2 separate regions of the Danio rerio genome follow, and region 1 is linked to region 2. Evidence: chromatin contacts called from public Micro-C data. All regions are on one chromosome and are shown on one strand. The core of a region is the stretch at or near the end of the contact, and the rest is flanking DNA. Distances in the headings are between cores, read along the strand shown. Region 1 overlaps dlgap4b (discs, large (Drosophila) homolog-associated protein 4b). Region 2 overlaps dlgap4b (discs, large (Drosophila) homolog-associated protein 4b).

The links. Hi-C and Micro-C count contacts between places; a contact is called where the count stands out from the background.
Region 1: a contact with region 2 is called in a Micro-C map of caudal fin, with 4 times the contacts expected there. The contact joins two enhancer-like sites. A contact is called at or near these places in 2 of 18 Hi-C or Micro-C datasets (caudal fin and an unstated tissue).

The regions. Positions count from the first base shown.
Region 1 is chr6:2,650,588-2,655,950 of GRCz12tu, reverse strand. The region is part of intron 1 of dlgap4b (discs, large (Drosophila) homolog-associated protein 4b); the gene reads left to right. It overlaps quob (quattro b), which reads right to left. Exons shown (of 23, transcript NM_001004109.2): 3 at 3,467-5,363; 4 at 1,481-1,654. Among named protein-coding and RNA genes, the nearest start is that of dlgap4b, 4.5 kb to the left of the region's middle. Within about 2 kb of position 3,055, at least 11 of the 62 cell types and tissues checked have an H3K27ac peak or open chromatin away from gene starts, as enhancers often do.
Region 2 is chr6:2,449,665-2,455,593 of GRCz12tu, reverse strand. dlgap4b (discs, large (Drosophila) homolog-associated protein 4b) reads left to right here. Exons shown (of 15, transcript XM_073953506.1): 5 at 5,094-5,567. The coding sequence starts at 5,162. Among named protein-coding and RNA genes, the nearest start is that of tgif2, 58 kb to the right of the region's middle. Within about 2 kb of position 1,748, at least 9 of the 62 cell types and tissues checked have an H3K27ac peak or open chromatin away from gene starts, as enhancers often do.

The DNA.
Region 1 (5,363 bases), core at 1,806-4,305, 200 kb before region 2:
GGCCACTTGAGTGACAGCTAGGTCTCGCTGGTCGCCTTCACCTGATTGGTCCCTTGTTTGGTATGTTGATACATATTGCTACATAAATATAGTTTTGCGAGATAGTTGAGTAGCACTATTTAACAGTTGTGACAGTTTTTGGCAGCCTGATCTCACGAGGAAATGTAAGTATTTTACGTTTTGTCAGTTTAGTGGCTAATTCGTACGAATTTGTACGAGTTCAGTCGTATGAAAATGTACAATTTTAAAAAGGAGGCGTGGCACCCAACCCCACCCCTAACCCCAACCGTCAGTGGGTGATGAGCAAATCGTACAGAATTGTACAAATAAGATCATGCTAATTCACACGAATTAGCCACTAAATGAAAAATTTACGAATTGCAGTGAGATTGTGTTGGTTTTTAGGTACAGAAATTAAATAATCACAATGCAAAGAATTTTTTTTTTTATTTGCTTTGTCTTATTATCTAGTCCAAATATCTAAAAGTATTGTAAGTAAGAAAATTGTTTGTGTTAAATCTCTAAAGAAATAAGGGAAAATTAAGAGTTTTTCCTTAAAAAAGCTAAATGGGGGATGTTAAATAATTTTATAAATAAGCTTTCGCTTTGAAATGTAGATATTTGGACTAGAAACAAAGACCGTTTTTTTGCTGCATAAATCATATAAATTCAGTATAAATGCATAAATAATTCAATTTGTGTGTGTTGAGCATCAGTTAAGACAATGTCAGCACCTGTCATTTGGTCTGTCACTTGCGAACAAAATGGTGATGGTTGGCCACGCCTACTTGTAGCTTCTTTTGCGTTCTTCAGAAACCTATGGGTGACGTCACGGGTACTACATCCATATCTTTTACGGTCTATGTTTCATAAAGTGCTCAGGCTAGGCTTAATCCAAAACGTAAGATCAATTACCTTTTGTCTAACTGTTGGTCAAGGCCAAATGTTACTATTCTATTCTATTCTATTCTATTCTATTCTATTCTATTCTATTCTATAGGTAAATTATATTCTATATATTTTAAGTGCGGTGAGATGGTGGCATGGTTGCTGGTTCGAGTCCTGGCTGGCTCAGTTGGTGTTTCTGTGTGGAGTTTGCATGTTCTCCCCGTGTTGGCGTGGGTTTCCTCCAGGTGCTCCAGTTTCCCCCACAGTCCAAACACATGTAGTAGGTGAATTGAATAAACATAATTGGCCATTGTGTGTAGTGTGTTGTGTGAGAATATGAGAGTGTATGGGTGTTTCCCAGGACTGTGTTTGCATCTGCTGCATAAAACATATGCTGGATAAGTCGGCGATTCATTCCGCTGTGGTGATTACTGATAAATAAGAGACTAAGCTGAACGAAAAGGAATATAAAAGTGTATAATGTGTCATTTGTGATGCAACTCAAGTCTTTGTTTAGCTATCAACCAAAGTTGTAGCCTTGAACTTAAACCACTAAAGCACAACTCAAAACTGATTAGGAGGCATACAGTACCTGGGAGGCAGATGATGCCTAGCTGAAGAAGGCTCTTGATCGTGGGGTCCTGGGAAATATAAATGCCCTGAATTTCAGTCACAGACTGGCCAGTCGTTGGCTGATCGGAGTGCTGGAGCTTCTGGAGCTCCACTCCATTTACAACTGGAGCTCCAGCTTTTCCAGATAAGGAGACTTCTTAGAAGGAGAGACAAATTACAGTTTAAGCATAACAGGACAAAACATGGTGATAAAAACCCACAGAAATTCAACGTTTTATTTCCCGAGATGGGTTGCGGATGGAAGGGCATCCGCTGCTTAAAAACTTGATGGATAAGTTGGGGGTTCATTCCGCTGTGGCGACCCCGGATAAATAAAGGGACTAAGCCGACAAGAAAATGAATTAATTAATTAAAATCAACATTTTAGTCTTTTTATGAACGTATTGCATGAGTGAAAATATGTGATCCTGAGCCACAAAATTGAAGTTGAGATTTATACATCGGTCAAAAAGCATAATAAATAAATAAATAAATAAATAATTAATTCTGCATTCCATTAATGCATGGTTTGGTAGGAAAGAACAATATTTGGCTAAAATACAACCATTTTAAAATCTAGAATTTGAGAGTCTAAAAATCTAGGAAATCGATATCATTCTTCATTGAACATAACCTTTACATAAAGTTTTAATGATGTTTGGCATGAAAGAAAAATCTTTTACCCCGAGGCCCGGATTGGCTAATCGGGAGGACTGGGAGAATTCCTGGTGGGCCGGTCCCTTTTTTTTCTGCGAGGGCCGGTGTCCCTAGCACCAGAATCTGTCGTTCTCAGCAGTCACACTTTTTAAAAATAATTTATTTATTTACTTGACCACAGCCTTCTTATTCATTATTTTACCGCAGCTCTGTTCTTTTTATCTATTTTCTCGTAGCCTCATGAGCAAGATGCAGCCTGCAGGTTAATGATGTTATAAGTAAACATTCATTATACAGTTGTTGCGATACAGTGGTTAGCATGTTAGGTTATGACGCCGCCAACCAGAGTTCGATCCTCGTCTGAGTAACATTTTTTTTTTTTCATTTTTATTGTTAAGACATATAATACTTTAAGGGTTGTTGAACATTTGAAGTTCTAAAACAGCTGTTTTCTTAAAAAAAGACGTGATAGTATAATTAGAAACTGAATTGAAAATGACCTTATTTTAATATAGTCAGTGGTGAACTGAGGTGGGCCGGTCTAAGACTTGAAACTCCAGGGCTGAAAAAGAGTCCCACTCCAGCCCTGTTTACCCCTAAATATATCTGATATACCCATGCAGCAGGGTTTTGTAGTCCAGCATCACATATATGTTGCAGCTAGATGGAGCTGTTGCCCTCCCCTTTAGAACATATTTAAGAAAATGACTTGTCCCATTTACAAAGACATCTAACAGCTTCCCCTATAAACGGGGAAGGATGTAGCTATGTCTGTTCCCTGCTTTGGCTCTTGGTCTTCATGAATGCTTTCATTCAGTTCTGCTGAAGAAAGACATCAGATGAAGGACTGCAGAGAAATCCCCTTGAGGAATGCCGTGCACACTCCTGACCTTTGGCCAGTGTCACATTGCACTCTTTTAAGATGACCTTTCAGAAGGGGATATTTTCTCCGCAGCAGAGGACTAGGGTCAAGGTCATCTGTAAATCACTTAATATGTGTCATGGAAGCGGCAACTAGATGTGGCCACATAGTAGTAGTTTGCACAACTGTACATATCAGTCACGTCTGGACATGCTTTTCATTTAAGGATAAAGAATCTAAAAAACAGCATGTTGGCCAGACGCCATGTTGCTTCAGGTGGTCTTTTGACAACAAAGTAAGATGTGGGGTGAAAATCTGTATGCAATTAGCTGACACGCAGCAGCAAGTAACCTCAGAGAGAATTGTTAGAATAGTTCTACTTATTTGACTCTGTAAGCAATCACAAGCACGGTCTCCTTTTACACGCAGAGGTCTAACCCAACTTACCCTTCCTTGCTTCTTGTGGTCTGTTTAATTTTGGGGATACCAAGTCAGCTGTGTGTTTAATTCCGTGGATAGCAGGCAACATGGGAATGATCTCTGGATAGACATCACTGTGGCTTCGGTTGGTCGGCTTGTTTGACTGCAGACACTGTCTGGCTGTTTCCGAGACTGATAAAGATGAGCGGGATTTAGACCTGCTTTTACCTTTGATCACCTGTACAGGTGAACCCGGGCCTCTTCCGCAATGCCTGTCATCACAGAAGACATTGCAATCCAAAAGGCTGTTCTCATTTCTGAATGGATTCTGGCTGATCTGGGGCTGAGGTGTTTGTTCGGTGATATGTGTTGGCTGATTTTGTGAGTGCTGAATAGGAGAGAAACCTTGTAAACATAGATTAGCATCATGTCTGTGACCACCGTGGTCAGGTAAAGCCCTGAGTCCCATTTTGGGTAAGTGTTGGGTTTTGGCATGCTTCTGGCCACTAATCCGCATGTGAAATGAATCTTGTCTAATGGCGTTGTTCAGACAGGGATGTCTTTTATCTGGTAAGGCCTTAGTTCCCAGTACAGTCTGAGGGAGATCCGGTTGCCCTGTGAGGAATGACTTGTGATGCTGTCTTGCTTGGACCATGCTTGTGATAAGTTGGGTCATATGTTGGTCAGGAGAGTCTGCGTTTTCCCTTGACTTACGGTCATGGGGCACGTTTTGACTTGGCTGTGTCGAGTTCTTTGGGCTTTGCTTTTGTTGGGCTGAGTTCTCAAAGGATTGCATCGGGTTTCTGTCTGCTTGGTTTGGTGTCTGGCCAAACATACAACTCGAAGGTTGAAGTCTGAGGCCAACTCCGTATCCCTCACAGCTTGGCTCAGCCTTCCCTGCATCCGTCCTTGTTTCATCTAGACAAGGCAGCATACTTGCTCTCTCAAAATTCACAGGGTTTCTGAGAGCTGCCATGTAGGACTGCCGATACCTGCATTTGGAATCTGGATCGTGTTGCATGATCTCAGATGGCTGTTTGTTTGGATTACAGTCCACGCCACATATGCTAACATTGCTCTTTGAGGAAGGTTGAGCTGTCCTGACTAGCTTGAAGCCTAATGGCTTCATGGGCATTGCTATTTTGTTTGGCACCAAAGTCTCTTTCTCCTTGTTGAACTCCAGCAGATCCACATATTCTCCTTCCAATTCCTGTGTTTGCCTGCTGTCCCAGGTATTAGGTGAGACCCAGCCAACAGGTTTTCCAGCAAAACTACTAATTGTATGTGCTTGATTAACCTTCACCAGTCTGCTACCACTCTCAACCAGCTGAACAGAAAGCGCCAAGCCGTCTATTGCAGGAACAATCCTAGTTTCCATCTCCAGAGGTAGGAAATCTACAACTACCTTAGACTCGATATCTGAAATCTCAGTATTAAGATCTCTTACGCGGATTGTTGCGGTTGAACATGGCTTTGAATCAGGCCAGACGTTCGATTTTGGCCTGTCAAGGAATTCTGGGTTGGCAACTTCGGTCCAAGGTACCTTCACAACCCCCTTGTCAGAGGACAGTACACATCTAGAAAGACGATTTCCTTGACGCCCCTCATTTATTTCCCTTAGCCAGGACTCTGTGAATATGCATGGATAAGAGGTCTCGAGGATTGGTGTCTCTTCAATTGTAGGACACTCCAGCACCCTGGAACCTGCTTGCAAGATCAGATTCTCCTGCCCCAGGAGGTCTTCCTGCACAAGAAGACTTTTGAGGACAATTCTGGCCGACTGTTCTCCGAAAGGTTCCACCTGCAAGTAGAAATCTCCAGGTCTGAGTAGCAAAGGATTGATGGCGGCAAGTTGGATCACCACACGGTCACTCAAACACAATGGCCAACCCTCACACTGGAACAGGACATCGGAATATGCAGC
Region 2 (5,929 bases), core at 499-2,998:
GGTTTCCCACATAGTCCAAATACATGCACTATAGGGGAATTGGGTAAGCAAAATTGGCCGTAGTGTATGTGTGTGAATGAGAGTGTGGGGATGTTTCCCAAAGATGGGTTGCAGCTGGAAGGGCATCCGCTGCGTAAAACATATGCTGGAAAAGTTGGCGGTTCTTTCCGCTGTGGCGATTAATTAAGGGACTAAGCCGAAAAGAAAATGAATGAATGAATGACATAGTAACATTTACTTAACCCTGTTAGGCCTGACACATGTAAAAAAAAATAGGCAGAGAATGAAAATTTTGTAATTACTTGATTTGCAACAATTAGAAAATATTTAAATATTACAAGTAAATGAATATTAATGAATATTAATGAATAATTGAACATTAATATTTTTCTCTTTCCACTCCTTTCATTTATTAAATCAAGTAAATAATAAATATTTGACTTATGAAATTGTAGTTATCGTTAAAAATTAATATTAAAATTTAGAAATTTCTGTTGATTTATTAAACTTTACCACACCAAAACATGTTTAATACATTACGTATTAGTAAATAAATATTAATATTGAACTCTTTACACTCATTTCCTTTTATTATATCAAGTGAATGTGTAAATATTAAATATTTAACTTCGGAAATTGTTATCCTTGACCTTTAATATTCATTCATTCATTAATTTTCTTTTCGGCTTAGTCCCTCTATCAATCTGGGGTCGCCACAGCGGAATGAACCACCAACTTATCCAGCACGTTTTACGCAGCGGATGTCCTTCCAGCTGCAACCCATCTCTGTGTATGATCTTTAATATTATAATTTAAAAATAATGACAGTAAATTCATTACATTTTCATTCATTCATTCATTCATTTTCTTGCCCTTCCAGTACTGGGAAACACCCAAACACTCTCATTTTACACACATACACTACGGCTAATATAGTTCATCAGTTGCCCTATTGCACACGTGTTTGGACTGTGAGGCAAACCGGAGCACCCATAGGAAACCCACGCCAACATGGAGGGAACATGCAAACTCCACACAGAAACACCAACTGGCCCAGACGGGACTGGAACCAGCGACCTTCTTGCTTAGAAGCGATTGAGCTAGCCACTGCGCCACCGTGCTGCTGCTTGGAATTTAAGATTACAATTTAAAAATGATGATCGAAAGTTTATTAGATTTTACCAGAGCAAAAAAAAATTTTAAAAATGTACATATTAAATAGTTAAAATGTCCACATTTAATCGTTAAAAAGTGAATGAACATTAATATTTAACTCTTTCCACTTGTTTAAATTATTGCATCAAGTAAATGTGTAGATATTCAATATTTCACTTAGAAAATTTAGGAAACACTTTGGACTGTTAATATTACGATTTAGAAATTATGATAGTAAGTTAATTCGATTTTACCACATCAAACAAATGTTAAAAAAATGCACATATTACAAGTCAATGAATAATAATATTAGCTTTTTCCACTCGTTTTATTTATTACATTGAGTAAATGTGTAAATATTTCACTTTGGAAATGCTGGTTATCCTTGAATATTCAAATGTAAAAGCGATGGCAGCAAGTTTATTAGATTTTACCCCACCAAAAAGTCATGTTTCAGTGTAGGTGAACTGTTCCTTTATTACATGTGTGACTCTTGGCTTCATTAATTCTTTGTGTTTGACTTTAGTGATCCAGCTGAATGTGTAGCCTGTTGGCACCCCCTGCTGTCAGAATGAGTGATCCGCATGTTTTCAGTATAACGAGTGTGTGTGCGCTGTGCGTGTCTTAGAGCCCACCTGTGCTAAACACACTCCGCAGCAGATGGTGAAGCTCAACCAACAAGTCTGGTAAATCTGGCCTGTACACTGGAGTTAAACATTCACACTAAGTGTGTGTGTGTAGATGCTGCTTTACTGTAATTCTCCAGTGAACAGCGGTGTGTGTGTCTGTGTTTGACAGCCGCATCACGCTCACTCAGAGTTTATTACACTGGAGCAGATGGAGAAACACATGATCACGAAAGCACAGGTCATCGTTCAGCTCACTTCACAAGAAAAGAAACAGGAGATGAGATTTAGTGTTTGAACAGTGTGTTTATTATCTTCATGCACACTTTTTTCTTCTCATGGCAATAATCTATAATGCATTCAATACATCGTTGAATGAGTTCTTCATATTGCAGTTTTTACTTTTCACTTTTGACTATTTGGTCAAACTTTCACCCGACTACTTACTAAACTCACCGGCCACTTTATTAGGTACACCTGAATAGTCCCGGGTTGGACCCCCTTTTGCCTTCAGAACTGCCTTAATCCTTCATGGCAGAGATTCAACAAGGTACTGGAAATATTCCTCAGAGATTTTGCTCCATATTGACCTGATAGCATCACTGCAGATTTGTCGGCTGCACATCCATGATGCCAATCTCCTGTTCCACCACTATTGGATTGCTCTATTGGATTGAGATCTGGTGACTGTGGAGGCCATTTGAGTACAGTGAGCTCATTGTCATGTTTAAGAAACCAGTCTGAGATGATTTACGCTTTATGACATGGTGCTTTAGGCTGTGTAGGGTGTGGCGTTGACAGGTGCGTCTCGGGCCCCCTGACCAGGGTTTTTTTGGAGGTGGGGGGGGGGGGGTAGTGGTGAGTGGTCACGGATGAAAGTGAAGAGCGGGCGGGGTAGGTGATTGAGGACAAAAATGAAGTGCAGCAGTGTGGGGTAGGGGGTAATATTGAAAGTGAAGAGCAGGGTGGGGGCGGTTGGGGGATGATCGCTGATGAAAGTAAAGACCGGGATGGGTTGGGGATGGAGGGATGGTGGGTGGTTGGGGGTTGGTTGGGGGATGTATCGCGGAAGAAAGTGAAGACCAGGGGTGGGGGGGGGTGCTGGGGGTGTATCGCAAATGAAAGTGAAGACCGGGGGTGGGGGTGGTGAGTGGGGGGTTATGGGTGTATCGTGGATGAAAGCGAAGAGCATAGGGTTTGGGGGGGTTGGATTCACTGATAAGAGTGAAGAGTAGTGGTGTGGGGGTGACCGAGGATGAAAGTGAGGGGGGATGGGGGAGTCGCGGGCGCTTTATTTTGTCTCTGGGGGCCCCCTAAATGTATGTTGCCGCCTTGTGATTGGCTGATTAGAAATGTACAGTTGCAGATGGACTGATGTACCTAAAAAAGTGGCCAGTGAGTGTGTACGTTCAGAGAAGTGTATTAAGTGTTTGAAGCTGCTTGATCTTATTATATCTAGAAACACACACACACACACACACATATATATATATATATTTTTTTTAACCTTTATTTTACCAGGAAAACCTCTTGGGATGTCTCTTTTTATACAAGTAATATATAGGTAAATACTTTAGAGTATATCTGATTTGACGTCTCATCTGTGATTAATCTGTGCAACAAGATTTTAGTTGACCTTTTTTTGCAGTTTAATCTTGTGTATTTCGCAGTAGCAGCTCGTGTTTTGATGCTGAGCTGATTTTTGCTGTTGTCTTTTGAGATTTAATGAGTTTTTCTTGAATGCTCGGTCACCTGTGTCGATCTGCAGGCTCCTGTGGTTGTTTTTGTCTCCTCAGAGCTGAAGTAATGGCAGTGTCTGCGCGTCTCCTCTTCTGTGGTGGTGTTGTTGTTTGCGTGTCCTGCTGATGTGCAGATCTGCTTCAGCCGTCTCGTTTCTCCACTTTTCTCTCTGTTTGTCTGTCTCTCGCTGCTCTTTCGCTCTCCTGAAGGGAGAATTTGCAGGAGTTTTGAGCAGGTGATGCCGGTCTATGCATCAAGCACTTCAATCCGATTTACCAACATGAAGCCCCCATCTGTGAGCTCAGGCCTGGCGTGCACTGCAAACAAATGCTTTTCTTACTTTGATTTAGTTGAAGGAAGATCCTGACAATGCTGTAGATGTGGTTTGTGTTCATCTGTCTGTGTGTAATGTGTGTGTGTGTGTGTGTGTGTAGATGTGTGTTTCGCTCGATATATGTCAGGTAGGAAACCGGCAATGCACCATGCATGTTTGACTCACTGATTATTGGTTCCCTCGCGTGAAGAAAGAGCATTGTGGGACTTTCCATGAATTCTGTGTGGGGATTTTAACAGTACAGTAATTTGCTGAACAAGAATTTGTTAAACAAAAGAAGATGTTTTAAAGAATGTTGACAGTCAATAACAGTTAAAAAAGGGGAGGGGCTACTCTTAGTCCCACCCTCTCTTCATGTTTCAGTTGAGATTACATCAAACATTTAAAAAAAATGTAAAAATTAAACATTTTAAAGTACTTCCCGGGACCTTTAAAGGCACAAAAGAGAAATAAGGGCCTACTTACACTATGCCATCCGTACCGTGCCCAGGCCCGTTTCCCAGATCGTTTGAGAAGTGTGAGTGCGCTGAATCGGGCTCAAGCACGGTTCACTTGGCCGGCCCTGGCCCGGTTGGAAGAGGTGTGCCTGAGCCCGGTTCACTTGGGCTTTGGCGCGGTACGCTTGTGTGTGAGTACAAAACGCGCCAAAGCCCGAAACTGAAAGCGAGACGTGACTTTTAAGGCATTGTTTCATATGGATTTATTAATAATTCTTACTGTTCAGTCAACGCAAACTGCCGTAGTTTATTAAAGACGCAAACCCTTCACTGCATGACAGCTGCGCGCCTTCAGCAGACCTCCTCATTCCTGCAGCACGAGGGCTTTATGATTGTTTATGAGCGCCAAAAGTGGCGGATCTGTTCGGCGAAATATCTGACTGCGTGCCCCCGCATCTCTAAGGACTGTTTGGCGAAATATTTGACGTCATATCAAACGACTGAAACGATATAACTAGAGAAATCTCCACTGTGCTGCTGGGTGAGAGAGCGCTTCTCACAGAACAGCGCAGCAGCGATGATGTAAGCGTGCCGAAGCCCGTTTGTGGTGTGAGCGCGGGCCATCGGGGGAGATGGGAGGGGGGACAAGCGTGCTTTGGCCCGGTTCGAGGCAACTGTACCTAGTGTGAGTACGGCCTAAGTGTTGAGGATGTGTTTGTTTGCTTGTTTAGGGGTCATTTTTGAGCCATAGGTTAACCATTTGTCCATTACTATATCCACTTTTCTGTTGTTTGTCTGCAGGGTTTCTGTTTCTCCCCGGCGGGCTCATGCTCCAGGTTTAGGGTGGGGGGGCGTTCCCCCATTCTGCCATGAAAGCCTTCACCCCCCAGCGCACCCGTCACCTGTCCGACTGCGAGCCGCCTCGCTCTCCCGCTCACCTGGGCTCTGTGTACCCGCCATCCCACACGCCATACCTCTTACCGTCAGCAATGGATCATTACGGAGCGCTTGACCCTCACCATTTCTCCCCGGCCCCGGGACCCGGAGGCCTGCCGCCCGACTGCTTGATGCCCCTCAACAACCAGCTGTCCTCTAGCAGCACCTTCCCCAGGATCCACTACAACTCACACTTTGACCAGGGTGAGTTCGGGCCCTCGGGAGCCGACAGCATCGGAGGAATCAGCACTGGCACCATGGGCACCTCTATGTCCATGGGAATGGGTCTCGGAGTGGGACGGACCGCCATGATCACCAGCGGATCCGCAACTATATCTGGTTAAGTATTTCATGCTGAATAATGTTCAATTGAATTGAATTCAAGTATACTTGCATACCTCTTTTTTACAATAGCAATATTTAAAACTGAACAATATTACATTACGGTGACATGGTTGCTCAGTGGTTAGCACTGTGGCTTCACAAGAAGAAGGTCGCTGATTGAGTCCCGGCTGGGTCAGTTGGCGTTTCTGTGTGGAGTTTGCATGTTCTCCCTGTGTTGGTGTGGGTTTCCACTGTGACTTTAATTGACATTTTAATAGTCTGCAGTGCTATATTATCTGGGTTTGTGTTGTATATTACACTGCAATAACTTTATAATAAACCTACCGCACACTTTGTGTTATTTAGCAGACTTATTT